Linked DNA regions of Mus musculus: all the other regions are linked to region 2. A link is a contact called in public HiChIP or PLAC-seq and Micro-C data. All regions are on one chromosome and are shown on one strand. The core of a region is the stretch at or near the end of the contact, and the rest is flanking DNA. Distances in the headings are between cores, read along the strand shown. Region 1 overlaps Tbc1d5 (TBC1 domain family, member 5). Region 2 holds the start of Satb1 (special AT-rich sequence binding protein 1). Region 3 holds the start of Tbc1d5 (TBC1 domain family, member 5). Region 4 has its middle 24 kb from the start of Tbc1d5. Region 5 has its middle 41 kb from the start of Tbc1d5. Region 6 overlaps Tbc1d5 (TBC1 domain family, member 5). Region 7 has its middle 130 kb from the start of Gm41600.

Region 1 (3,666 bases), core at 362-2,861, 980 kb before region 2:
CTTTATATTCAAATAAAGAGATCAGTGTTCAGGTCTGTCTGAGTCTTTATTAGGTGACTTGTGGGCTACAGAATAGAATAGTACATGTATACACACATAAGCATCCTATCCTAAGTCAGTGATCCTTTTTTTTTTTTTTTTTGTTTAGTATAGAATAGAGTTTATTTAGGGCATGGGGAGGGGAGTTAAGAGAGTAGCAGAGGCAGAGAAAGGCAGAGAGGAGAGAGAAGAAAGCAGAGGACAGCCATGAGCAAGAGAGGGGGGAAGGGGCCATGAATAGGAGAGAGTGGGGAAGGGAATGGGGAGATTGTGGAAGTAAGAGAGCAAGACTTCACTGATAAATTCTTATAGGTTTAGTCCTTAGTATAGCTCTTTTTTCTTGACTCTATGTGGCCTAAGAAGCCCTACTTGAATTAAGTTATCCCCTGTGAGGGGTTATCAAAGAGTGAAGTCTGGCTGAAGAAGTGGGTGTTCACATGTTTTTATTAAGCTGAGAGACAGGAGATCCAGACAACCTGCTCAGGAACAGGGGCACCTGCTGGGGTGCAGTTTCTTAGGACAATATCCAGTGAACTCACTTGTTAACATACTGGCCAGTGGGATATGTGAACTCTGGCTTATAACAATCATTAGGAATACATCAGATTGAGGATTTGGTTCTTCACACAACTTTAAAAAATTATGTATGTTTTCCACAAGAAAGCTTACCTTTGGGTCTCTAAGGAACAGAGCCTTCAGTATCAGTGAGTGTATGTCCCCGATGATTGGATAATGCATCAGAAGGCCAAGACAGGTCTGATAGTTACTAGAAATCACTAAATAAGAGGGAAAAAAGATTCAGACACAATTCTGTTTAAAATATGTGCACTATGATGAGTCTAAGAAAATAACTGAGAGTCAAAGCAAGTGATGCAATAGTTGAGGAGATTTGACTAAAGTCTGTACCAAGAAGAGATATTCACCAAAGACCTCTGGCTGGGCACATTTCAGCTATCCAACATGACCCACAAGGAGTGGAGCAAGGAGAGGGGCAGGCACGGGTGTGGTAATTGCAACATAAATACATTCTTAGATGTGTGCATATTTGTTGTCATTTATATGACTACCTTTAACTTTGCTGCTGAGAAATTACTAACACAAACCTTGTAAATGGGGAAGCAGTTAAAAATTCTAATAAAATAGTACTTACCTTGTTATTAATGCCTCACAATTTACACCATGCTCATTTTTGTACGTATTACATAATACAAAAATCAAATTATAGTTTTCTACAGTTATTTGTTTTTCCTAAAAGTAAAGGAAAATTGATAGAGAGAGTGAGAGTGTGTGTGTGTGTGTGTGAGAGAGAGAGAGAGAGAGAGAGAGAGAGAGAGAGAGAGAGAGAGAGAGAGAGAGGGAGTGTCTACATAGGATTTGGGGTGAGAAAAACTGCAAATCTTCTGTGATCAGCTATGGGTGCGAGTACTACACACACCTGCTAAAGACAGGTCTGGGTAAACTCTTTCTTGCTTATCTATCAGTCACTGCAGTCACAGTTGGGCCTATTAATGACCTGCGTTTTGTGAGACACAATGACCTCTGTAACACTGACTGTGAGGGAACTTTACAGCTACAGCTCCCTGCAGCTGTAACTAACTCTTGTTCATTAATCAGTCACTTGAAAAGCATTCCACAGGAACACAACTACGATTCAGAGGGAAAAAGACAAAATATTGAGTCAGAAAGACTTTGCTTCTTAGCTTTTCTTCCTGCTGCTGGAGAAGCCAAGTTTAAAGGAAGCTTTGTAGCCTGTTCTGTCCTGTGAATACTATGGAAAGAGACTAGACTGGGCAAGATGGATAATTATAAACTAGGTAAGGAACTCCTTTATCATCCTCATTCACACTGTGACCTGACAGCTTGTAATCTCACACATCTGCTTTCATTTGTAAAGCACTCGCTTTCCCTACCTGCTCTGGCTCTTCTTCGGACTCCTCTTACTTGTTCATTTTTCCATATTTACATCCACTCCCTACTGTCATTTTTTTCCTTTAGAAATTAAAAAAGTGAGGCTATAATGGTATAATGCTTTATATAACAGTATTCATTTAAAGCAATGAAGTTTTAAATAAATAGGTAATCAATTGATCTGGTAATTCTAAAGTTATTTTCTCAAATACTGATATTCAAATTTAGTACCTGGCCAGGGAATAAATTTTACCTGTTTTGTAAAAAAAATGCAGGAGGGTTTTGTGGAATGTATTTTGGCTGCAGTACTCAAATCTGAATCTGAGGATTCCATTTGAGTCTTCTCAAGTTATTTAAAGTGACACTCAAGATCTGCTGGGGTAACCTCTACAACATAAAAAGTTTAGTTTCTAGAAAACAACTTAATGGTTTTAGAAAACTACCCACATCATTCAATGCAATGACTTGTTAAGTGACTGTTAAGTGTAAAGGTCCCAAGCTAAGCCAGGCTATAGAAGCCAACAAAGAAGTCCTTGCTCTGAAGACAATGCAAGTTTGGAAAGGCCAATGCAAAGTCTACCAGCTACTCCACTAAGGTGAAGATGAATCTTAAAGGCTTTGTGGAAAGAGATAAGGCTTAGAACTTTATGAGCCTTATCTCATTTAATGCTGAACATCATTTAATTACAAGCCTAGGATGAGTTTCCTTGTATTACATATACACACATCGATACCTGGAGAGGGTAAGTTACTTGTTCATATCACAAAGTGACTCCTTGGTGTAGCATGTTTTGAAATTCAGGGGCTGTACTAACATAGTTATATAAAGATGTTTTTAAAAATAATGCTTTGAATCAAATGGTATAATGCATGCAAATGTCAGCATCAAGCCCCTTAACCTCATTACTCTAATACAGTAGGTTAAGGACCCAGAAAGGTCAACCTTATTGAGTCTCTGGAATAATTAGTTATTTGGGGTTTTATCTGGAGGGACCAGTACAACAACCCTGTTACCATAATTTTAAAATTATGAGAATATACAAAGTACAGAAGGCAAGATACCATGTATTAATATTCTACTTGTAGAACAAATGAAGTAGCTGACAATTTTTTCTTACATTTATTCACAGACATCTCACTCAACTCTATGACCATTTTTGAGCACCTATTACATGCCAGATATTTAGACTATTGATATGCTGTAACATGAGGTGAGCCTGAATCTTGTTCCTTCAACCAATACCATTTTCAAGTTACTACTGAAAAACCTGTACTTTTATAATACTTAGACAACACCACCCAATTTTAGGTAGGCAGAAAAACTATAGAAACTTGTGGAAAAACAAGGCAGCAGGGATCTGGCATAATAAAAGTTTAGTTATGTTCCTTCTCTACCCGCTCCTTCCCTAGCTTCCCAGTTCCTTTCTTCCATTTTATAGTCCTTACAGTGGAACCTAGGGCCTTGTACATGCTAGGCCAGCACTCTGTCCCCAGAAGTTTTGTTCCTTAAACTTTGTCTCCTACAAACAAAACAAAACAAAACAAAAACATGAATGCGGTATTGATCCTTACCTAATCCTGATTCTACCAAAGCATGCAATAGTGACATGGCAAAGTATTTATTTTTAACTTTCCCCGAATCACCTCCTCAGAGCACTGCTTCAGTATTTTGCTTTTAAAGCACAACGAAGCATAAACACATTTCCTTCAAATGGAAGT
Region 2 (3,797 bases), core at 1,217-3,716:
CAAATTTAACAATGCTCTGTATTTTATTGCTACTGTTTACATATTATGTATTACATATGACTGAACAACTCTACATTTAAAATATTGTTTCCATTAGAAAAAAATGAACTAATAAGTGTCAAATAGAGATGAAGACTAAACATACTTGGTATATTTATAAGATGAGGTCATTTAAAATGCATACAAACGGGATGACTATTTCGCTACTGTTGCATGTTATATAGTATGCACATTGCTTAAAATGTATTTATTTAACAATGCCCTTAACCAAGTTAATTAAAGTATTTCTGCGTGGTAACTGTGTTAGAGCTTGGGAGGTAGTGAATGATGCCGCCAGTTACTTCTGCTAAGTTAAGTTGAAATTAAGCACTTATTATAACCTTTCCTAACAATGTGAGAAAGACTGAGTAAATATATTAAATTTGTTTCACAACAGATGCTTGGGTTGTTAATATTTAAGATGCCTATTCATGCTATTCCTGTCTGCACATTTGTCAAAAATGTAAGCTTGAATGCTAATGTTTGCCAGCAGACTGGAGCAGGCAGTGTATGCGCTTACTACTGTTCTACAAAAATAATATGCCATAGAAATAAAGAACCGCTGCTAAGTCATAGCCCGAGTTCCACATGGGAGATTCATAAAGGGTTATAGAGCCAGCACCGCAACCCTTGCTTTCTTTGGATTTAAAGTATGGCATAACTTACTCATCTATCTATCTATCTATCTATCTATCTATCTATCTATCTATCTATCTATCTATCTATCTACCTACCTACCTACCTACCTACCTATCTGGAGAATCTGACTACAAAATAAAATTTCACTCTTTCAGAAAATCCACTCTGGACAAGGTGTAAAATTAAGTAAAGTTTTTGGAAGGCTGAGCTTCTGTCACCAGGCACAAACACTGTAAAAAATCCAGGTACTGCTTAAGGACAGAACCTGACTTCTGGCAGAAAGAGACCAGACTCTTGCTCATTCCCCTCTTCTGTCTTGGGAAAGTTGGGTTCTCTGGCCTCCAAGGATACAAACATGGAACCCCAGCCAATCAATCGGGAGCAGAAAAGGTTCTCTCCAGGGAATTGGGTGTCTTCCGGTCCCTATGGACAAGTGAAATCCACGTCTTAACCCTGGGAATCCTACATGCCTCAGAGAAAGTTCTCCCAGAAAGGGTGCAGAGGTCAAAGTTGTCAACCGGACATTTTAAGAGATGAGCCTGTGGTTGACATCTTGTTAAGTAAAACCTGGCCCTGGTGGAGGCCAGGGTCAAAACCTCTACCCTGAGCTCTAAGCTGCTGTCCTCTTGGTCTTCTGGGATCATCCCAGAAGGGACCTGTTTAGCGCCTTTTGCTGGGCCAAGCACACGCACGTGTCACCATCTGGACCTGCCGCTTGCCCCCTCAGTCCCTTGCATTCGAGCTGCCCAACCCCAGTTCGGCCACCCTGGGAGCTCTGCAATGGAGGAACACTGTAGAAGGCCGCCGCTCTCGGGTGTGTACTGTCGCAGGGAAATGAGGAGTTGCCCCCTGGGCTGCACCTGTGGGGCCACAGTCCCAGCTAAGACACCATGTACCTCCCTCGGCTTCCCGCCCAAGCCCAAACCCGAATCACCCTCCAGGACCGACCCGCGATCGCCGGCGTGGGCTGCACGAGCGCTGTTCTTCGGCTCTCAAACTCTGGGCTCCAACTTGAGCGCCCAGCGCCCGAGTGGCTCTCGGGATAGAGAAGTTGCCACAAACTTCCCAGGCCCCTCTCCACCTCCGCTCGCCACCAGCAAAGTAGGGCTGGCCGGGAAAGAACAGGGGGAGATGAGATGGGAGAGGATGCTAAGTGAACTCCAGATCTGGCGCGCGACCTTTCCAACTCCACCCCGCACCTCGCCTCCTTCCCCGCACCGGGGCTCACTGAGCGGCTCCCTTTTCCCCACTCGCCCGCCGAGGGCTTCCCCCCACGCCGCCTTCGTCCTCTAAAGCGGGCCATGCCCACGACCTGGACTAAAGTGTCTAACGAGGGACTCCTGCCGGGCAGGTGTGCGGGAGAGGCAAAGACGCCAAGTAAGTCCGCATCCCGGCCATGACCCTCACTTCACCAGCCCAGTCCTCCCGAATGTCTGAGCGCGCTCGAGAGAAGGGCCAGCAAGACCCCGGCACGCGAGGGGCGCAGAGTCGCCCCAGCCGGGGCCACTGAGAAGTTTGGATCGGTTCCGCATCCGCAGAAAACGGAGGCGAGCCGGGCAAGAGACCCAGAGCGGGAGCAGCACTGGCAGGGAGCAAAGAAGCGGGACTCACTCAGGCGTGGAACCGGGACAGCGCGGGCCAGCGGTGCGGGCCGAGGCCGGGTCGGCTCCCCGCGCGGGCGCGCCGGGCGGCGGACTTCCCGGGCGGCGGCTGCAGCTGCTGCCACCTCCCCGCCGCCGAGCTGGCGGCCGCCGCGGAAGTTAATGGCAACTTGACTTCAAGTTGTCTCCTCTCCCCATCCGAAGTGGGCGTTTAAAGGGGGCAGAGCGCGGCGAGCAGCGAGCGGGGAGCGCGCGGGGCCGAGGGGGAAGGGAAGGGGCGGGGGCGGGGCGGGGCGCGGGAGGGGGCGCGGGAGCCGCTCGGAGCCCGCAGTGTAGAGCGCGGCGCGGGCGATCGGGGCGCCCCCACGAGAGCCCCCCGACGCTGGCCGGGGGCCGTGCGTGCCTGGGGCGCCGCGCTCTCGCCTCTCGCCCGCGTGGGGGGCTTGCGGACCCCACAGCGGGAGCGACCGGGCCCGGCCTGCCTCCCCCGCGCCCGCGGCCGCTTCTCCCCCTGGCGGCAGGATCCTGGGCGGCCGGTGGCTCCGAGAGCGCGCAGTGGAGCCCGAGCTGAGCCGAGCCCGAGCCACCGCAGCCGCCACATCCCTGAGCGCCGCCCGGGTGCAGGGTCGCTGCGGGAGAGCGACCCCGCGGCCGCCAGGGTAAGTGTGGGCGAGCCCCGGAGCCCCACCGCCCCGGCCCTCACCTGCACCGCCCCCGCCGCGCACCCTCGCCGCCCGCCGCTTCCTCTTGTCGTTGTTTGCCTGGGCTTTGGGGGTGCAGAGCGCGGGGCATTGGTGTGTGTGTGTGCCAGCGGAGGAGGAAGTCAGGTGAGAGGCCTGAGCACAACCCCCGCGCCCCGCAAGCCAGCTTGTGTGGGGTGTGTCGCTCCCCAGTAGGGGCATGCGGGCCAAGTTTTCCCCTCTCTTCAATGTTTGATGGAGAAGATCTTTCCTAGAGGGGACCTCCTTCCCTTCAAACTGATGGGCTCTTCTTGCTATCCTCTTCTCTTGGGCACCCCTATTGAGGAACACATAGTGGATGGAGGAGGAGGGGGCCTCTTGCAGACCCCCTTCTCAACCCCAGCTATTTGCATCAGTATCATTTTCCTGTCGGCAGCTGTAGGTCGACGCACCCAACCAGAAGGAGATGCTTAAGCCACTGTCCAAGTCTCTTCTCCCACCCTGACCCACCCAAAAGCAGGGGCAAAGAGGTCAAGAAATGCGGATTTCGTAGGAGGGGAGGCTGGGCCCAGGGACCTTTTCAACTGGTGAAGCTCCAAAGAACTCTGAAAGGTCAAAGTAGCTGAAGGCTTGGACCCCCAAGCTAGGGAGAAATTGGACTCTATCAACTTTAACCCACTCCCCTGCTACTCCTTCCCCACACAACCCCCAGCTCTAAGGAAGCTATCAACTAACAGGTCTTTTGTTTCCTGTTGTGTCGCCTTTGGGAAATTTGCATTGAACGTGACGATAGAAAATTACTACTGTTTACTCGAAGTTAAGGGGGTTGCAGAACGAA
Region 3 (3,750 bases), core at 816-3,315, 650 kb before region 2:
ACTTTAAACTCTTTCATTTACATTATAAAAATTACATGAAGGAAAAAAAAAAAACAAATCCAGGTAGGACACCCTTTGTGTGGCTCTCAACTGTTTAAAATATGTGCTTCAAATACCAAGAACACACTGCCCAACTGAGGCTACACTTGAAGATATCAGACACAATGATTTTGCCAATCGAAGAAACTTTCAACCAGCATTACACACGAACCCAAGATTCCGAGCCTATGCCTTAATAAAAACTCAATGAACTGGGAAGCGAGTCTTTTAAGAAGTACGCCAAACCATTTTAACAAAAATAAATAAATAAATAAATAAATAAATAAATAAAACAAAAATGTGGTGCAGGCACCACACAGCATACAGAGCACACAATTTGTACTTCTTTTCCTTCTCCTGGAATCCAGCGTTGGTTCACTCTACTTCCCCCAAGCAAACTTTATTAGTGCACCCTGACACTGAACTTTCCTATCAGGCCACCTCTTCATTCCAAGGGGTGTGTGTGTGTGTGTGTGTGTGTGTGTGTGTGTCCGTCCTTCACAGACACGTAACTTCATTTCTATACACAGAAGATATTTACACCTTTTGTATTGAACAAGGTCTTGTCCATCACCACGTGAGAAATGCAGAATAACAAGTTGTATCAGTTACCACATCCACTGAATTCCTATCACATTTTTAACAAGAACCCAACCCCCAGGGACTCAGGTTTGATCAACGCTCTCTATCCCACTGCAGCTGCCCTTTCCATTCTATTTCGGACACCAAGGAAGTCCTGGAAATAGAACTGAACCAAAGACGCATAACGGAAAAGTGAGTTTCTTTCCCACTGTATTCCAAGAGTTCTTTTCCAATAGTGCATCCTGTGCCACAGCACACTAATAAGAGGTGGTTTGTGGACTACACTGTGATGGACTACGCGTACAAAAGCCCTAGCATTTCAGCACAATCCACCTCAGGCAGTTTAGCATGTAACCTGCATAGTAAAGTTTCAGTCCAGTTCAGAATTGAGAAATGGGGACTCTGCAGAAAGTGATGGGGGGGGGGGGGTGGAAGTTGAAGGGTTATAAAAGATGTAACCTTCAAAAGCTGTTACCATTCTCAAGCGCTGAATTGGTTAGTAAGTCGTCCTGAAACTATTAGTAACTAGGAGTGACCAAACTCTAGGTCGCATATCTGCACAGAATGTATTGGAAGAACAGTACATTTCCAGGAAAACAGAGGGGGCAGGGGGAACTCTCCCAAGTCGTTCTCCTCGGGTCCTGCCAGGCCTCGAACTGACAGATGCCGGCGTGACTAACTTAAGTAGCACTAAGGCAAATTAAGGCAGGAGAGGGTTTCTCTCCTCCGAGGCTGCTCGGCTCCGGGCTCCAGCCGCCTGACTTCCGGCCTGGGAAGGAAACGTGCAGCCCAGGGCTGAAAGAAACAGGGAACCGGCCAAAGAGGAAGTAGAGCTGGCTGAGCAGCTCGGCAATGCCCGGTAGCTGCTTCCCGAGCTCGTCCGGGAGCGAGGACCGAACGGGGACGGGGACTGGGACGAGCGGGCTGAGAGAGGCTGCCTCGCCCGTGTGCGCGCTCGCCCTTCCGCCCGCTCGCCCGCCGGCCCGCAGCGGACCGAGCCCCAGCCCGCCTCCCTTCCCAGCCCGCGCGCAAGCCGCGGCCGGCGGCTCGGGCCTTCCCTGGCGGCGGGACGGGGCCCAGCGAGGCTGAGGGGAGGCCGGGGAGGGAGCGACGGCTGTGCAGCTGCCCGGGGAGGCTGACGGGGGAGGCGAGGCGCTTTTTCACCGTTAGCATCGTTATGTTATTTTTTTACCTGTAGCGCAGCAGGGCTCCCCAGCTCCTATTCCCTGAATCCTCCTCCCCTCCTTTCTCTCTCTCTCTCTCTCTGTCAGTCTCTCTGTCTCTCTCCTCTCTTTATCTCGCTCTCTCGCTCTCTCTCTCTCTCTCCCCGTCAGTCTGCCGGGCTCTCGTGGAACACGCCGGGCCTGGCCCGACCAGCAAGAGAATGGGGCGGGAGGTGGCGGCGGTGACCAGCGGCCACGTGACCACGCTCCCTCCGTAACGGCGTCCGCCTCCTGCTGCGCGCCCTCCCGGCGCTCCACCTCTAGTAACCCCGCGCGCCCGGGGACCCGTGCGCAGGCGCGCGCCCGGGCCTGGGACGAGCCAGCGGGTGAGCCGCGGGTGACCCGCGCTCTGGGAGCCTGGTGTCTTGGGGGATAGGTCGGGGTGAAGAGGGAAAAGGGGACGCCCGAGACCAATGGAGCTGCCTGGGCCATGCCGATGCGCATGCGCGCGGGGCCTCCCTACAGTGGGAGCCGGCCTTCTGCCACAACCCGAGGTCCCCCACTTGCCACCAGCTTCCCAGGGTGGGACTGGCATCGAGGAGATAAGTCAGGCCTGGGAACGTCCTAAGAATCTGGCACTCCTGCCTCGGATCGCACAATTTCCTTGTCTCCTGTAAATGGCCTTCCCTTCATCCTTGGTCTACAGCTGTACAGACTGATGACAGATAGGTCGTGCCACCCAATTTTGTAGGGACTCACTACCTCTTTGTGAAGACCTTCTTTGTATGAATCCAGAGAGGTGCTGTTTTTTGTTTTGTTTTTTTAGCAACCCCACACCTGTAAAAACACACAGGTTTTATCTTCTCAGACCTCGAATCTAGACTAATGACTAGTCATTAGATAGTTAATCTAATGAATGACAATTTTGGCAAATGACTAGACCCTGGTTTTACCGCCCTATGCCCCTGCTTAATCCTGACTTAAAGTTGCATTTAACCTCCAGCAATGGGAGGCTGGTATTTTCTTCTTCAATAAGAAAGTGGTAAATAGCTCATCTGAGTTGGAGAGAGAGAAAGAGAGATCTCTTATTAATCTGTCTTTACAAATAGCGCAAAAAAAAAAAAAATCAGTTGTTATGTTCAGATTATGGAAACCAAAACAGAGGTCAGAAAGTTAGCTAGCTTCCAAGGAAGGCATACCACACTTAACACAGTGATTCTCTTTTTTCTAATGCCCTTCTCACTGTAGCAGAAATTGAACAGGTTGAATAGAGTAAGCTATTAAAAGTTCTGGCTAAACTCATGATTACATTAGTCTCATGAACAGAATCCTAAGAAATAGGAAGATGCATCATGCTGTATTTGGATATTGCTCTCCCAGCTAGCAATACAGCAGTCAGCCACATGACTGGTATTCTACAATGTATAGTGGACTTTGTTCTCCGGCACCGAAATATCTCACCGCAGACCCTCATCTCCTTCCTGAAGTACTGACTATGCTGGTGTTACTGGGACTGTAGAGGTCCTTCAGTGTGGTCACCAAATGACAGGAGAAATCTCTATCCCCTCTTGGGACGCTTAGTCTCATAAATAGCATAATTTAAGAAGGGACCGAAGGGCAATTTCATTAGAGATGAAAAGAACATCTCTGAAGACTATAAAGCTCAGCTGCTTCTCAGAGATGGATAAAAGAAGACAGAAAGCAGCCATACCATTTGTGGTGATTAAATAAAAATCGCCCCCGTAGGCTCATGTGTTCGAATGGTTAGTCACCAGAGAGTAGAGTGATAGAAGGATTTGAAGGTGTGGCCTTGTCAAAGGAAGTGAGCTTTTGAAACCTCAAAAGCTCATAGTGGGCCCAGTCTCTCAGCCTACAGATCAGGAGTAGTTTTCAGCTGCTTCTCCAGCACCATGTCTACCTGCATGTCTCCAGGTTCCTCACCATGATGATAATGGACTAAACTGAC
Region 4 (3,822 bases), core at 840-3,339, 630 kb before region 2:
CTCTTGTAGAGGACCAACAATTCCTAGAACCCAAGTGGTGACTTACAACGTCTATAATTCCAATTTCAGAGGGATTCGGTGTTCTTTTCTGGTCTCCTCAGGCATGTGAACTCACATGGTGCACATAAACACATACATACGCATGCACTTAATTAATTAATTAAAATAATTGAATAATAATAATTGAGCAGTTAAAGAATGCACCCAGTATTGACCTCTGATCTCTCTACATTATACACATACACACACACACACACACACACACACACACACACACACACACACACACAAGAACGACCTAAAAGGTTATCAAGGCACACCTCTGGGCATGTTGGTGAAGGCATTTAGAGAGATGACTATCTGAAGTAGGAAGATCTGCCTGGAGTATGGATGTGATTGGTACTCCTGTGAGCTAAGAGCCTGGACAGGATACAAAGGAAAAAAGAAGAAAGCCAGCTGAGCATCCACGTTCTCTTTCTCTGATTCCTTAGCCACTGTGATGTGAACTGCTCTGTCCTTCTATGATATGCTAAACCCTCTGACACCATGAGCCAAAATAAAGTCATTCTTTTTATCCAGTTGTTTTATTACTAATTCAGAGAACAGAGTCAAAGACACATAGTAGGGTGAGTTGAGGGGCAGATTTGGTGTAACTGTGCCTAGTCAGATCTGTGGGTGCTGGAGAGAAATGCTGATAGTGACCTTCAGGTTTTTAAATCCTGATATGGAACATTTTTTTTCTACTACTGCTAATTGAAGAAACATTGGGTAGTCTCGGCCTGTAATCTCAACACTGAGCAGGCAGAGGTAGAAGGATGATCAAAACCTCAAGGTCGCCTGATCTATACCGTGAGTTCCAGACCAGTAATGGCTACATAGTAAGGAATTTGTACCTATTCGAACCCGCTTAATAGATGAGTGAATTGAAAACAGCTTTCAGAACTGTTTAGTAATCTTACTTTCCTGTTTATGTTTCATGATGAAGAGCAACCTGAGAGCATTGCCCAGCTGGCCAAATGCTCTGGCCCTGAGATGCATTCCAGTTGCACACCAGATCACAAAAGTATTGAGACTCCAGCATGTATCTGTGTGATATCTCTCTCAGACAAAACAAAAATATACTGCTTGTGTTTTAGAGATGAAAGAACATTCAAAACAGTTTTTTTTTTCTGGGCAACAATTTTCAGCAATAATTAGATAGTGCCTATATTCATAGTACTTCAATATATTATTATTTAGTCTAAAACATGTTCAAAATCAATTTAATAGCAGGAAAATGTTTCATAAGCAGATTCTGCATCATCCCACTCTTTAGATAAGAATGTGGACTAGTGCTGATTAATTTTAATACATGTTTTCAAAGATGTGTATATATAAAGAAGCATATCAATTACAGATTATAAAAATATTAAATATTTTAAAAGATCAAATTTATTAAATCTTTTAAAGGTATACAGCTATTTTATTATTATCAAATGCTGTCTCAGTGTATTTCAATATCATAAGTGAGGATGAGATACATGGCGTGCAACTAATCATATTCAGTCATTCCTCGCAACATTTCACGAGAGTCTACCTTTTATAAAGCGAGTCCCATCTCTATGAATAATTGTTCCATAACCCACCTTCTTCCTTTGGCTACAAATTCAGGTATTATTGCATAATCTTGTTGAGAAAAATAGAGTAACATCTTGAACAGCCAAGTAACTTTTTTATTCATTTTCAATAACCATGTAAAACCTGCTCTACAATTTGATTTATGCATGTGGCAGTATTTGAGGCAAAGATGAAGAATTCTCTTTTTACAAGGTTCCGTTCTTTAAAGGACTGGAGCAACAATCCTTTTGTTAGGTTTTAACCATTTATTCACCTTTATAAAATTTCCACTGGGTTATGTCTGCCTAAACAAGGCTCATGCTAATCATGTATGAAGGACTATAAAGGACAAGAAATAAACACATTCAACTAAACAGTGGACTTGTTAAGGAAGGTAACACGTAGCTTACGTTCGTCCCAATGTGCACATTCTAGACATTTCTGCCTTTGCTTGTGTTGGTGGTGGTTTGTTTGGTTTTTGAGACTTCAGTAGATTGCCTTACTCACAACTTCCTATTTCTATGCACTGTTAATCTCCGACTCTTTTACTTTGGCTAGAGGTACATTTCCTTCTCTGTGTTCTAAATACTTGCCTGTCAAGCTATGGTCTTCTGCTTTATCACTAGATCACGAGCAGGCCTTCCACAGCCCAGCCTCATTCTCTCAACACCTGCTCACTTATCTCTCCAGTGTAGCACAGAACTTTGAATATTCAATCTCTACTTTTTACACAGAAGAAAGGAAAATGTTATTAGAGAGAACCTAGGTGGTATCAACTGTCTAGATAGTGTTCTGCATATTTGAGTGGTTTTATATACATATATAATGTTTTATAACATTTTGACAAGTATGTTTTACCATCATCCTGTTGAAACCATGGTCAATGATTGTATAGTTGCCAAGACCAAGATGAAGAACTTCCCTCCTGGAATCTCCTGAGTGTTTATGCTAGTGATCACTTTCCCTATTTGCAAATTGTTTTCTGTCTATAAAATATTATGGTCTTGTTATAAAAATGTGAACAATGCAATAAAAAAATAGAAAGTCAACTCCCATCATTTATTCTTGCTCATTAAATTTATGTATTTATTTAGCCTCTCTGTCTTTGTCTTTATCTCTGTCTCTCCATCTCTCTCTGTCTCTCTGTCTCTGTCTCCCTCTCCCTCCTTCCCACTCCTTCTTTGTGTGTGTGTGTGTGTGTGTGTGTGTGTGTGTGTGTGTGTGTGTGTGTGTTTGAGACAGGGGAGTGAGGGAGGTGGGGGGGAGAGTGCACATGCACACATGCAATGGAATGCACCAATGTACTTGTGGAAGTCAGCGAACAACCCATGGGTTCTGTTCTTTCTGGCCACCATGTGAGATCTGGGGATCAAACTTAGGTTGTTGGGCTTGCTGACTAGTGTCTGCACCTGCTGAGCCATCTCACTGACTCCCACCTCCACCTTTTATTCTCATCATCTAAAATAAACATCACGAATGGACAATCTTCTTGTACTGCAAGGGTTTGAGTATGTGAGCATGTTGTTACTTAGTAGAAGTGCTAATTTTATTCAGAATTTTCTTTCTTCATATTACACTTCTCTGAATCACTTCCTTGTTCATCAAAACCTAACTTTGAGCTGCATAATCCTGTCCTGTGAATGCAGCTTTCTTTTCACTGCCCGCATTCATTAGAACAGTGCTTGGCTGGGCTGCAGGGTGACATCTACTCAGTGTACACAGTGTTCCAGGCAGTGCCCAAAGCACCTGGCATCTGCATCTCCTCCTGCCTTGTGACATCAGTACTATTTCTGTTAGTCATTTGACTGATAACAGGACAGCAAGGATACAAGCACCGTTTTCTCCTTGCTACTTCTGTTAGTATCCCTTGCCTTGTTCATTCTTTCCTTCTTTCCTAAGCTTGATAAGCTTTCTTGACCTCATTATCCTCTCTGATAACTACAGTATATATTCAAATCTGTGCTCTGACGTCTCAACTCCTGGTCTCACTACATGACCCTAGCTGAGCTTATATAACCTAGACTTTTATTTCTTAAATCTGCAGTCTTTCTGATTGGCCTCTGCAGTGCTTGGCTTATGGTTGAGCCTCGTTGTTTCTGGTATTCTTCTACTCCAGGATTTCTCTAAAGCAGCTCAAGCCTGAGACAGCCCAAGGCGTCTTTCCTCTTCACCTCAAGATAACATTACTTGCTTTCCTTCTCAGTTTGGTAAGTGACCCTTTAGGCC
Region 5 (3,839 bases), core at 1,226-3,725, 610 kb before region 2:
TTAGACTGGATCTTGTTAACAATAAACTTTGTATCCACATTTGTATCTTTACCTACAAATCTAGATTTCCTAAATGCCCTCGATAGTCTGGGCCTGGATTTTGACATTCTGGGACTCAACTTGAGGGTGCCCTCTTTGCAGCACTACTATTAAGAGCTAGAGTTCTCGTCCCTACAGCACTGGCCTAATGTATTCATGATGAGATGGCCTTTCTCTCCACCCTCCACTGCTTATCCAGGGTATAAGTTCCAGGATATCACTACACTGAGCCAGCCTAGCCTTTCTTACTTTCCAGACCTTGGCCTGAATCACTACCATTCTTAAGAAGGTACTTGTGCTGGTTGATGTCTGCCAACTTGACACAGACTTAAACATATCTAGGGAGAAAGAATTCAGCTGAGGAAATGTCCTCACAGAATGTCCTGTCGTCAAGTCTCTGTGGCGTTTTCTTGACTGATGACTGATGTGGTCGGGCTCATTCCATGGTGGACTGTGCCTTCCAGGCAGACCTCTGATATATATGTCCCAGGGGCCTCAGATCCGCCTGTGTTGGTGGCTCAGTCTCTGGGAACTTCCTGTGGTCTGGGTTAGTTGAGACTGCTGGTCTTCCTAGGAGTCACTCTCCCCTTCAGCTTCTTCAATCCTTCTCCTATTTCAACCATAGGGGTCCCCTAATTCAGTCCAATGCTTGGCTGTAAGTATCTGCATCTGTCTCAGTCAGCTGCTGATAGGGCCTCAGTGGACAGCCATGCTAGGCTCCTGTGTATATGCACTTCATAGCATCTGTCAGGCCTTGGTACCCCTCCCCCATTCTGAAGTTTCTGTTTAACTCTGTACCCCATTTTAAAATTGGGTTATTTGGGTGTTTGGAGTCTAATTGCCTGAGCTATTTATATATTTTGGATATTAGACCTTTATCTGATGTGTGTAGGGTTAGGGAAATTTTTTTCCCAATGTGTAGGCTGCCAATTTGCCCTATTGATGGTATCTTTTGCCTTACACAAGCTTTTCAGTTTCATGAGGTCTCATTTATCAATTATTGATCTTAGAGTCTGAGCCATTGGTGATCTGTTCAGGAAATTTCCCTCTGTTCCAGTGAGTTTGAAGCTCTTTTCCACTTTCTCTTCTGTTAGATTCAGTGTATCTGGTTTTATGTGGAGGTCCGTGATCTACTCAGACTTGAGCTTTGTGCAAGGTGTTAAATATGGGTCTATTTTCATTCTTTTACATACCGACCACCAGTTAGAGCAGCACCATTTATTGAAGATGCTTTCTTTTTTCCAGTATATGTTTTTGGCCTCAGTGGGAGATGAGCTTAATCCTCCAGAGACTTGAGGCCTCCAGGGAAGGGGGAGGTATGGTGGGGGTGGAGCACCCTCTCAGAGGCAAGGGGGAGGGATGGGAAGAAGAACTGTGGGAGGGGACACTGGGAAGGGGACCTTGACTGGAATGTAAATTAATAATAATAATAATAATAATAACAATAAAAGAGTTCAGGAAGAGCAAACCATGTGAGAGCAAGCTACTAAGCAGTGGTCCTCCATGGCCTCTGCTTTAGTTTCTGCCTCTAGATTCCTATATTGAGTTCCTGTTCTCACTTCCCCAAATGATGAACTACAAGCTGTAAGATGAAATAAGCCCTTTCTTCCCCAAGTTACTTTTGGTCATGGTGGTTATTACAGCAATAGACAACAAACACGCCAAGTCTGCAGGTTGCTGCTCTACTAATCTGCAATAAAAACCCAGGACTGTACTCAAGAAAGTCGGCGAGTACCTTTGACCAAAATTATTAAAGAATTGAAAATAACTAGATGTCTCCAATTTGGCACAGAGAAATTCCAAGGTAGGAGGATGGAATTGTAAATTAAATTGATGAATACCAAACATGTTAACCAGCATGTTATACCTTCATATTAGTTATAAGATCTATAACTTGTTGCTGTGATAAAATACAGAACATAAGCCACCCAAGAGAGAAAAAAATATCCTTTGCGTAACATTTTCAGGGAGTCCCGTCCATAGTTGCCAGGTTCCATCGTCCTTGGCTAAGGATCACAGTGGCCCGAGCAGGCAGAAAATGAGTTTCTTTGTGTCATGTTCTTCAGGAAGAAGAGCATAATACGCACTTCACAGCTAGCAGGAGGAATAATGAACGTAAAACAGGAAGAAGCCAGGGCAAGCCACAATCCCAAAGATCTAGGCAGAGTGAAGGAAAATAGGTACTTCCTGGAAAAAATTAGGTATAAACCAGAATTTAATGTAGCTCTCTTCCATTTCACATTAAAGGTGGAGAACTTAGGGTGACACTGGGTTCCTTAGGGAATCCTGTTTGCATTAATACACAGTCCTGACTTGGAAGAAAAAGCCTATTACATTTTCTATGCTTTTTGGCAAGGCTCACTGTGAGGCATTGGCCAAGGTCTTCTGCAAGTATTTTTGTCTGCATGACTCATAGAAGAAAAGTCAAGCAAACACCATATATATTATGTCATTACCTAAGAACTGCATCTACAGATGAAGAGTAAATTGGCACCTGCTTCCCTCCCATCGCTGTGACTGTTTAAAAGGTCTTTTCTCTTAGATGTACTTCTTCCTTTATAAATGAAACATTCTAAAGAAAGGTGGTAAAAAATTTACACATTAAAAACTGCAGACTTCGTTATGTAAAAGCTTTCAAATCATTCTGTTGGAATCCAGAGAAGAAACAGTCTCCGGGAGATGACGTATTGAGAAGATCCCGCTCACTGTTCTGAGAACAGGAAGCTGACGTTTCCACCCTGGAGTTCCAGTTTCAGATAGCTACAGGTTCACAGACCAGCTTTCAGGAAGCAAAAGTAGATGTAAACAAAGCTGGACGATCTGAAGTTTGTCCAAGCTTGGTGCTGTGGTGACCTTCAAGGTGTGGCAGAGATCTAGGCGTTGGAGTTACTTTGCACTGGTCTAAGGCCCCCTGGAAGCTGGTAGAGAGAAATTCTGGGATCTGAAGGAGCTATGATTTGAAGGTTGGTCCCAGCAGATCAATGACAGTGTGGATGACCTGCCAGTGCCCACCACTCCTTACTTCCGTCTTTCTAGCACTATATAAAGCGTCTCTTGAGGCCAAAGCTGGAATTACAAATGGAAGAGAAGGTTGAGAAAAGTAGTTCCAGTTATACTGATAGACTCACCTGAGTCGTATAGTATCAAATATCCAGGGAACTTGTGGCTCCGTTTTTCACCACCTTCTTTAACTGTTCCCATAGTCCCACCACCCCCTGGCTAGCTACTACATTCTACTGCAGTGTCAAACTATTCTACCCAAAGCAACTTCAAAAGAACAAGGCTAATTTGCCTTATAATTGTAGGTGATAGTCCATCTCTGAGGGAAGTCAGAGCAGGAACCTGTAGGCAGGAGCCATGAAACAATGTTGCTTACAGGCTCACTCTTTGGCTTGCTCACTAGCTTTCTTATACTTGCCCAAGAAAGATACTGCCCACAATGAGCTGGGTCCTCCCTCTCAAACATTAATTGAGTCAATCCTCACAGGCATGGCTAGGAAAGTAAGTGTTATAGGTCAAGATTTATATATATATATATAGTCAACTGTCAATAGGTAGATAATGTGCTTCTGCAATATTCTGCCCAGTGTGTGAGTTTATAAAAGAGACAAGCAACAACTATTATAATTTCTTCCAGAAGACCACCACCACCACCACCACCATCATCATCACCATCCTCACCATCATCCTCACCATTCTCACCATTGTCATTTGTAGTAGACTATAATTTAGGAAACAGTGTAACTTCTTAGACTCTTCTGTGGCCACCAACCTGAATGCCCTTTTACTAATTTTTTTCC
Region 6 (3,782 bases), core at 590-3,089, 840 kb before region 2:
TAGAAGCCCTTAAAGAGGAAACTCAAAAATCCCTTAAAGTATTACAGGAAAACACAACCAACAGGTGAAGGAATTGAACAAAACTATCCAGGATATAAAAATGGAAATAGAAGCAATAAGGAACCCCACAAAGGGAGACCCCCTGGAGATACCAATAGAAACAACAGAAAGCCCACATACACAAGGAAGCTGAACAACGCTCTATTCAAAGATAACTTGGTCAAGGAAGAAATAAAGAAATTAAAGACTTTTTACATGCTCTACAATGTACATAGCAGCCTTATTTATAGTATCCAGAATCTGAAAAGAATCCAGATATCCTTCAACAGAGGAATGGATGCAGAAAATGTGGTATATTTACATAATGGAATACTACTCAGCTATTAAAAACAATGACTTCATGAAATTCACAGGCAAATGGATGGATCTAGAAAATCCTGAGTGAGATAACTCAGTCACAAAGGAACACACATGGTATGCACTCACTGATAACTGGATTTTTAAAAAAAAGGATGACAAATTATTTACAAAATAAAAGCAAATGTTTATGATTATTATAGTTGTGTGTAAGCTAATTCTTTTACAACAAGGGTGAGATTACACATATAATATCTTATTTCAATTAAAATTAGTAGGATTATCATAATCTGAAATGATAAAAGAAATAGTATCTCAGTCACTAAACCTAATTTTCCTGTATTCCATGCTCTTTAAAAGCTTGCAGACACTTCGTGTGTGTCATTCCAGCACCAGCACAGAGCAAGCATTACTGCTATACCCTGACATCAGATGCTTCCTCATCTTTAGGACTAAAGATTGCAATTAGTGAGGTAAATCTCACCTACATAACTCTTGCTCATTTCAGCTGGATTCCATAAGAACAAGTATTTAAAAATCATTCAAATAAGAAAAGCTGTGGGGATTTTATTTGCTTTGTTTGTTGGTTTATTTTTGAGTGTCTCACTGTAGAGCTCAGAGGACCTAAAACTGGCTATGCAGATGAGACGCCTTCCTCTGCTAGGTTTAGTCACCACAATACCATGTCTAGCGCTTTTCTCAATAGCCATATTTTATTATAAGATGTTGCACACATTTTGTATATTTTCCATAGTTTGTAATTGTCACCTGAGAAAATGCCACATTAACTGTAATTTCCAAGGTGCAAAAGACTGTAATAAGGAAACAAAAAAGCAGATTTTCCTTCTCAAAAATATACCACATAAGGAGTGAAACTGTTTCACTAGCAATATCTGTGAAAATTTTCAGAATTTGTTACACAGGGAAAAGTCAATAAAGTTTTGAAGTGGGAAAAACAGCTTTGTCCTTTCAAGCCTACAGTTGAAATTATTACAGCAAATGTTTATGACAGGAACAAGTTCTCAATTTTAGTATAGATGTTTTAAATTCTTATTCTGGAGTAAACGACTGTTGAAAGGTTTACACACACACACACACACACACACACACACACACACACACACACACACACCAGAGTTTGTATTCCTAGAAAACTGTACATAAAGGATGCTATGTACTGTAGGAATCTTTATTAATGTGAGACATTTGGAGGCGTTACCACTGATAACCAGGAGAAAACAGACAGACAACAGAAACTCATCCTTCATTTAAACTGTGACATGCTAAGAGCGCATCTAAAGATGAGAAAACCCCAAATAAAAACTACAAGCAAATGTCATTCTATTACTAATTTGCTTTTAAATGTAGTAAAGTAAGCATTAATTTCAAAGGGAAGGAAGTAAGTGCAATGACAATATAATCTTGGAACGTATGTGTAGTGTTCCTCTAAAATATCAACAGAGGGTGCAAGAGAGTTTAATATGTTTTTAGGTGTCCTCGTAATTTGGGAATCAAGCTGTCAAACAACCAACAATAAGTGCAACAAGACTGTACAGACTGATTTTCACTCACATAGACAGATAGAAACACACACACATACCCTGCATGCACACACACAAAAAGGCTTTAAGTGTTAATATAACACAAATACTCAATTGTGTTTTAGAATACTAAATTTCCTTTTGTTTGAAAAGTAATTTAACAGCGTAAGACAATTTTCAGAATATAATTTCGATTTTAAAGGTATTTCAAAACCTAGTATACAAAGGGACATGGCGATTTTAACTCAGCTTATATAATTTAAATATGTATATGAATTATACACAAATATACAGTATAACAATCAATGTTATACAATAATTTACAATATACTCTAGTTTATATCTTTAACATCAACTCACCAATTCTTGTAGCTACAAATGTGTGAAATTTACGTATTATTATTATTATTATTATTTTTACTATTATTACTTGGTAAGCAACTTCGTAAAATAAGTAACACAAAGTAGTTTGGCTCTTCTATTGTCACTAAATGAAGTTATCAGTACTGGGGCAGAATTACATCTAACTGTGTTGTTGGCCAAAGGGGTCCCATGGAAATCCGCAAACAACTCAGGTTGTCTTCAAGGGAATAGGTGGTTGATCTGCAGACTGACAGCAAGGCTATATTGCTGAAGACAACACAAACACAAGGAGGTTCTCCTCATTGAACAAGGAGAAATTGATCTGGTGTGTCCACACAGTACCTTCACCCCTACTTTATAGGTCTTTGATATAGGAAGGTTCTCTGCACACTACCAAAGGACATATGTAAATACCAACCCAGCACAAACTCTCATCTCCAGTGGAGTCCTCCCTGGAAGAGAAAATGGTGGCACGGAGAGTGAGAGACCTTGGAACACTCAGCCCCGTGGAATGTCTCAATCAAATCTCTCCACTCAGCGCTCAGGATATCCCTCAGAAGAGAAGATAGAAAGTGTAAGAGCCAGAGGAGATGCAGGACACCAAGAAATAAGGCTCTCTAAATCAACAGGATCGAAGGTCATATGAACTCACAGAGACTAGAGACCAAGGCAGCATGCACAGAGCTGCAAGCTTTTGTATCAAGTCCGGTCTGTACACATGCATTATGGCTTCCAGTTCAGTGCTCCTATGTGATTCCTGAGTGTGGGAACGAGTGGGTCTCTGATTCTTGTGCTCTCTCCTTGAGCTCTTTCTTTTCCCTGTTGGTTTTGAACAACTCCGATATACTAGTTTTTGTTTTATGTTTTATTACATTTCCTTATGATCACAGAGAAGCCAGTCTTTCTTTTTGAGAGACAGAAAAGGAGTAGATCTAGAGGGGAGGTAGGAAGGAACTAGGAGAAGAAGAAGGAGAGAAGCCATAATCAGGAAATATTACGTGAGAAAAGATTCTATTTTCAATAAGGGGAAAAATTAAAAATGAAGTAATATGCTCATTTGAAGAAAAAAATGTTCTCAATTTGTGTTAGCTGGAATGATTATACAAATCCCCAGTATTTTCAAGTAATAATTTCTAACATATATGTATCTAAGTTATTATGACAATAATCATATAACTGTAACTTAAATTTCAAAATAGGATAAGTAAACTCAAGATATTCTTTTTGCTTTAACTACACTCATGTTGAGATAATGATATTTATTTGTTTGATCCATGAACTGTTGAAATCATGCTAAGTGAAGATTTATAATAAGTTTCTATAGAAATTTTTTATGCACCAAGATCTATCTGTTTCGAAAAGAATAAAAATATTTAAACTAGGTTAAAGTAGATAGACAAACACTACAGATAAGAATAGTTACTCAAATGTGCCTTTAGCTTACATTTGAAAGCACTGAATTTGAAAGTATCACCGCAGGCTAAGTCGGAACACTGAAAAACACTGCACACTCAAGAAAGA
Region 7 (3,835 bases), core at 1,223-3,722, 610 kb after region 2:
GTACAAGTTTGCACTCCCACCAGCAACAGAGAAGTATTCCCCCTGTTCCATATCTTCTATAGCATATGCTGTGCTATCATTTGAAGATATTTTGGTTTTTTGTTTGTTTGTTTGTTGTTTGTTTTTGGGGGGGATTTTTGTTTGGTATTTTTTTATCTTAGTCATTATGATTCGTGTAAGGTGGAAGCTCAGGGTTGTTTTGATTTGCATTTACCTGATGACTAAGGACGTTGAACAACCACAGCCATTCAAGATTCCTCTGTTGAGAATTCTCTGTTTTGCTCTGTACCTCATCATTTAAATTGGGTTATTTGTTTTGTTGGTGTCTAAGTCCTTGAGTTTTTTGGTTTTTTTTGGGGGGTTTTTTGTTTTTTTTTTGTTTTGTTTTTTTTGTTTGTTTGTTTTTATCAACCTTGGATATTAGCCCTCTGTCGGATATAAGGTTGGTGAAGAACCTTTCCTAATCTAACAGCTACTATTTTGTCCTATTGAGCATGTCCTTTGCCTTACAGAAGCTTTTCAGCCACATGAAGTACCGTTTATTAATTGTTGACTTTAGAGCCTGAATCATTGGTATTCTGCTGAAGAAGTTGTCTCCTATACTAGTGATTTCAAGGCTATGCCCCACTTTCTGTTCATTAGATTTAGTGTGTCAAGTTTTACATTGAGGTTTTTGATCTGCTTGGATTTGAATTTTGGGCAAGGTAAAAGATATGGATCTATTTGCTTTCTTCTATATGCAGACATCCAGTTAGACCAGCACCATTTGTTGATGGTGCTTTCTTTCACCATTGTATGGTTTTGCCTTCTGTGTCAAAAAATATTGTGTCCATAGGTGTGGGTTTATTTCAAGGTCTTTGATTCTATTCCATTAATCAACCTGCCTGTTCCTGTACCAATACTATGAAATTTTTATTACTATTGCTCTGTAGTACATCTTGAGGTCAGGGATGCTGATACCTCCAGAAGTTCTTTTATTGTTCTGGATTGTTGTAGCTATCTTGGGTTTTTTGTTTTTCCATATGAAGTTGAGAATTGTTCTGTCAAGGTTTGTAAGAAATTGTGCTGGAATTATGATGGGAATTGTATTGAATCTGTAGATAGCTATTGGTAAGATGGCCATTTTCACTATGTTAATCCTACAGATCAGTGAGCATGGGAGATCTTTCCATCTTCTGATATATTCCTCAATTTCTTTTTTCAGTGACTTGAAGTTCTTGTCATACAGGTCTTTTATTTGTTTGGTTAGAGTAACACCAAGATATTTTACCTTATTTGTGGCTATTATAAAGGGTGTTGTTTACCTAATTTCTTTTTGGGCCCATTTATCATTTGTATAAAGGAAGGTTATTTTTTTTTAGTTAATTTTATATCTAGCCACTTTGCTCAAAGTGTTTATTAGCTGTAGGAGTTCTCTGGTAGAAATTTTGTGGTTGCTTATTTATAGTATCACATTATCTGCAAATAACAATACTTTGACTTCTTCCTTTCTAATTTGTATCCCTTTGATCTAATTTAATTGTGTTATTGCTCCAGCTATAACTTCAAGTACTATATTGAATAGATAGGGAGAGAATGGACAGTCTTGCCTTGTCCCAGACTCAGACTATTTTCTAAAGTGTTACTACGACAAATCTTTGATGTTTCTAACCAGAGATTTGTTTTCACCTTTGTAAAAAAATAATTATCTTTGTAGTGGGTAAAAGTTAATGCATTGGCTTATCTCTTTTCAATGTAGCAAATATACTACTAGAGAATGTTCATCTGTGGATGAATTTACATATTAACAGCCACCCATTTAAGGATCAGGGAACATCTCAGAAGATTGTGTGGAAAGAATATACAAGCTCAACTTGTACATTAGGAAAAGATCTGTGAAATACAAATGGTTGGACATGACATGGTGGCTGAACATATCAACTCCTTGCACTTGAGCTGGCTTGTCTAAGACCTACATAAAAACAGTACTGTCAAAATTCCGGAGTGGGTGGACGAAGGGATCATAAGTCCCTACCATTAATGGAGGATCAACTGTAGTTGATGGTACTGAGAGAAGGAAAGTCTCTCTTCTGTGCAAATGTGACTACTAATAGGTAGTTCAAGTTCCAATGAATGTCCCTACATCTGTGCACATATGGGCACCTTTAACTGAACTTAGGTCCATTAATATCAAGAATTATTAAAATGAGGGCATAAAGTTAGGCAGGAGATAAGTGGTAAACACTAGGGACATTTTGAGGGAAATAATGGGGTATAATTAAAATACATTATCTAATTTTATGAAAATTTCAAATTAATAAATAAACAAACAAATAAATCATTTCCTACAAGTAAATGGAAGGGGCACCTTATAGGGTCTCCATGATTGGCTTCCAGCTATTCTTCTACATATTTCACAGCTGTCACCAAGTTGAACTATATTCTTTTGCTTAATTGAGCCTCTTAGTTTCAGTATCTCACAATCAGGAAGTGTGGTTCAATTTTGTGATTTTTAGTTATGACAGGGAAGCTGTGTACTTGAGATCTCAACAGTATGGCTGTTGAAACAAGACTTGAACAATGAGAACACCAGTTGACATGCCAAAACAAATAGGTGAAATTTTATAGGATCCCACTCCTAAATGGAGCATGCAATTAAAATCTGCTCAAGAGGGAGAATTAATCTTCCCCATAGATGAGAACCCCAAATGTCTATCTAATCTCAAGTATTCATCCCTAAAAAATAAAGACTAAAAAAGACTCATTGGGTTGCATTTATGTATTTATTTGCAGATATATACAACAATAGTAATTAAATCATAAGATGCCATGACTTTGAAATGGAGCAGGTTGACACGGGAGGAATTGGAGTGAGAGGAAGAGAGTTAAGTGATGTTTTCATTAAATAAACAAAATTAAAGAAAGAAATATTTCCACAACTATACCCACAGTCCAGTCTGGTAGATACAGTTTTTCAGTTGAAGTTCCCTCTTTCCAGGGGACTTGAGGTTATGTTAAGCTGAAAATAAGAACTAACCATAACGAAAGGTGAAGGTCCAAAATCCCCGTGGAGGGTTACAGAATGAGCCTGGATCCAGAGGACTAAAGATCTGAAGTTGTCTATGGGATTCTGTCAGGAGCGAAAGTATACACGCATGGCAGGCTTAAGAGCAATCAAGCTACTGAGCAAATGCAAGTTTCCTGTTTGATCTGTGCCCTGTCCTATCAAACCTAAGCTTACCGGACCTTGCTACCTGCATTCAGGGTGGATTTTTCTACTTCAGTGTGCTGACCCACAAGTTAATGGCATCTAGAAACGTTCTGACAAACGTATCCTGAAGTGTGTTCTGCAAACTCTCTAGGAAACTGTCAATAAGCCACGTTGACAACCAAGATAATCCAGCACTGGTCCTTCATTTTTAAGAGCTATACTGTCTTAAATTTCTAGCTTGGTGCCAAATGGAAATGGTAAAGGAAAACACCCTTCTTTTGACCATTGTCTTAGAAAGATGAGTAAACTATGAAAGTAAAAATGTGAACCCCCTTCATAAAATGTTGTGTAATTCTGGTAGTGATGGCCATGCAATTCTGTGTTATTCACAAGCAGAAAGTCCGAACTCATGACTGAATCATCTTTCTAGTCTAGTCAACAAGGGCAAGGCCCCCAAATACAAGAATGATAGAATGCATTTTTTTAAAGAAACAAATAAGCAGGATTTTAAAGAAATTTCATTTTATAAAACTAACTCTAAGAGGATTCTAAGGTGCTAGTCTCTAAAGAGGTTTATACATTATTCATTCTAATAGGACACCATTTTCTAGTTATAAATAACTCTTAAACAGCAACATTCTGCAG

Evidence for each region. HiChIP or PLAC-seq counts read pairs in DNA pulled down with a chosen protein or histone mark. Hi-C and Micro-C count contacts between places; a contact is called where the count stands out from the background.
Region 1: a contact with region 2 is called in an H3K4me3 HiChIP or PLAC-seq map of neural tube, with 8 times the contacts expected there. The contact joins the enhancer-like site here to the promoter of Satb1 in region 2. A contact is called at or near these places in 8 of 39 promoter capture datasets (the HPC-7 cell line, HPC-7-derived erythroid cells, cranial neural crest and 5 more), 1 of 484 Hi-C or Micro-C datasets (bone marrow-derived macrophages), 2 of 115 datasets of contacts at active chromatin or transcription factors (embryonic forebrain and neural tube) and 2 of 9 other capture datasets (adipose tissue and liver).
Region 3: a Micro-C map of embryonic stem cells shows a contact between it and region 2, with 6 times the contacts expected there. The contact joins the promoter of Tbc1d5 here to the promoter of Satb1 in region 2. A contact is called at or near these places in 16 of 39 promoter capture datasets (the 3T3-L1 cell line, the C10 cell line, the HPC-7 cell line and 12 more), 1 of 15 datasets of contacts at CTCF or cohesin (pro-B cells), 7 of 484 Hi-C or Micro-C datasets (adipose-derived mesenchymal stem cells, embryonic stem cells, myocytes and 1 more), 8 of 115 datasets of contacts at active chromatin or transcription factors (bone marrow-derived macrophages, embryonic forebrain, embryonic hindbrain and 4 more) and 3 of 9 other capture datasets (adipose tissue, liver and pancreatic islet).
Region 4: an H3K4me3 HiChIP or PLAC-seq map of bone marrow-derived macrophages shows a contact between it and region 2, with 5 times the contacts expected there. The contact joins the enhancer-like site here to the promoter of Satb1 in region 2. A contact is called at or near these places in 11 of 39 promoter capture datasets (the 3T3-L1 cell line, the HPC-7 cell line, embryonic stem cells and 7 more), 5 of 115 datasets of contacts at active chromatin or transcription factors (bone marrow-derived macrophages, embryonic stem cells, large pre-B cells and 2 more) and 2 of 9 other capture datasets (adipose tissue and liver).
Region 5: a contact with region 2 is called in an H3K27ac HiChIP or PLAC-seq map of microglia, with 8 times the contacts expected there. The contact joins the enhancer-like site here to the promoter of Satb1 in region 2. A contact is called at or near these places in 8 of 39 promoter capture datasets (the 3T3-L1 cell line, the HPC-7 cell line, HPC-7-derived erythroid cells and 4 more), 5 of 115 datasets of contacts at active chromatin or transcription factors (embryonic forebrain, embryonic stem cells, microglia and 2 more) and 1 of 9 other capture datasets (adipose tissue).
Region 6: a RAD21 HiChIP or PLAC-seq map of pro-B cells shows a contact between it and region 2, with 20 times the contacts expected there. The contact joins the enhancer-like site here to the promoter of Satb1 in region 2. A contact is called at or near these places in 14 of 39 promoter capture datasets (the C10 cell line, the HPC-7 cell line, HPC-7-derived erythroid cells and 9 more), 2 of 15 datasets of contacts at CTCF or cohesin (large pre-B cells and pro-B cells), 7 of 484 Hi-C or Micro-C datasets (the HPC-7 cell line, the N1E-115 cell line, bone marrow-derived macrophages and 3 more), 12 of 115 datasets of contacts at active chromatin or transcription factors (the 230-238 cell line, T-cell acute lymphoblastic leukemia, double positive thymocytes and 9 more) and 2 of 9 other capture datasets (adipose tissue and liver).
Region 7: an H3K4me3 HiChIP or PLAC-seq map of the SCID.adh cell line shows a contact between it and region 2, with 10 read pairs. The contact joins the enhancer-like site here to the promoter of Satb1 in region 2. A contact is called at or near these places in 2 of 39 promoter capture datasets (HPC-7-derived erythroid cells and hippocampal neurons), 2 of 484 Hi-C or Micro-C datasets (CD4 T cells and cerebellum) and 7 of 115 datasets of contacts at active chromatin or transcription factors (the SCID.adh cell line, embryonic forebrain, forebrain and 4 more).

The regions. Positions count from the first base shown.
Region 1 is chr17:50,851,825-50,855,490 of GRCm38.p6, forward strand. It overlaps Tbc1d5 (TBC1 domain family, member 5), which reads right to left. Exons shown (of 22, transcript NM_028162.4): 15 at 709-815. Among named protein-coding and RNA genes, the nearest start is that of Gm31083, 26 kb to the right of the region's middle. Within about 2 kb of position 1,612, at least 7 of the 459 cell types and tissues checked have an H3K27ac peak or open chromatin away from gene starts, as enhancers often do. A contact at or near this core is called in neural tube, where this site is marked.
Region 2 is chr17:51,830,181-51,833,977 of GRCm38.p6, forward strand. Satb1 (special AT-rich sequence binding protein 1) reads right to left here and starts at 2,467. Exons shown (of 11, transcript NM_009122.2): 1 at 2,290-2,467.
Region 3 is chr17:51,177,287-51,181,036 of GRCm38.p6, forward strand. Tbc1d5 (TBC1 domain family, member 5) reads right to left here and starts at 2,066. Exons shown (of 22, transcript NM_028162.4): 1 at 1,814-2,066.
Region 4 is chr17:51,201,517-51,205,338 of GRCm38.p6, forward strand. No RefSeq gene overlaps it. Among named protein-coding and RNA genes, the nearest start is that of Tbc1d5, 24 kb to the left of the region's middle. Within about 2 kb of position 2,090, at least 29 of the 459 cell types and tissues checked have an H3K27ac peak or open chromatin away from gene starts, as enhancers often do. A contact at or near this core is called in the HPC-7 cell line and bone marrow-derived macrophages, where this site is marked.
Region 5 is chr17:51,218,501-51,222,339 of GRCm38.p6, forward strand. No RefSeq gene overlaps it. Among named protein-coding and RNA genes, the nearest start is that of Tbc1d5, 41 kb to the left of the region's middle. Within about 2 kb of position 2,476, at least 44 of the 459 cell types and tissues checked have an H3K27ac peak or open chromatin away from gene starts, as enhancers often do. A contact at or near this core is called in adipose tissue, hematopoietic stem and progenitor cells, microglia and 1 more, where this site is marked.
Region 6 is chr17:50,986,307-50,990,088 of GRCm38.p6, forward strand. All of the region lies in intron 3 of Tbc1d5 (TBC1 domain family, member 5), which reads right to left. Among named protein-coding and RNA genes, the nearest start is that of Gm31083, 110 kb to the left of the region's middle. Within about 2 kb of position 1,840, at least 2 of the 459 cell types and tissues checked have an H3K27ac peak or open chromatin away from gene starts, as enhancers often do. A contact at or near this core is called in bone marrow-derived macrophages and pro-B cells, where this site is marked.
Region 7 is chr17:52,437,004-52,440,838 of GRCm38.p6, forward strand. No RefSeq gene overlaps it. Among named protein-coding and RNA genes, the nearest start is that of Gm41600, 130 kb to the left of the region's middle. Within about 2 kb of position 2,473, at least 1 of the 459 cell types and tissues checked has an H3K27ac peak or open chromatin away from gene starts, as enhancers often do. A contact at or near this core is called in the SCID.adh cell line, where this site is marked.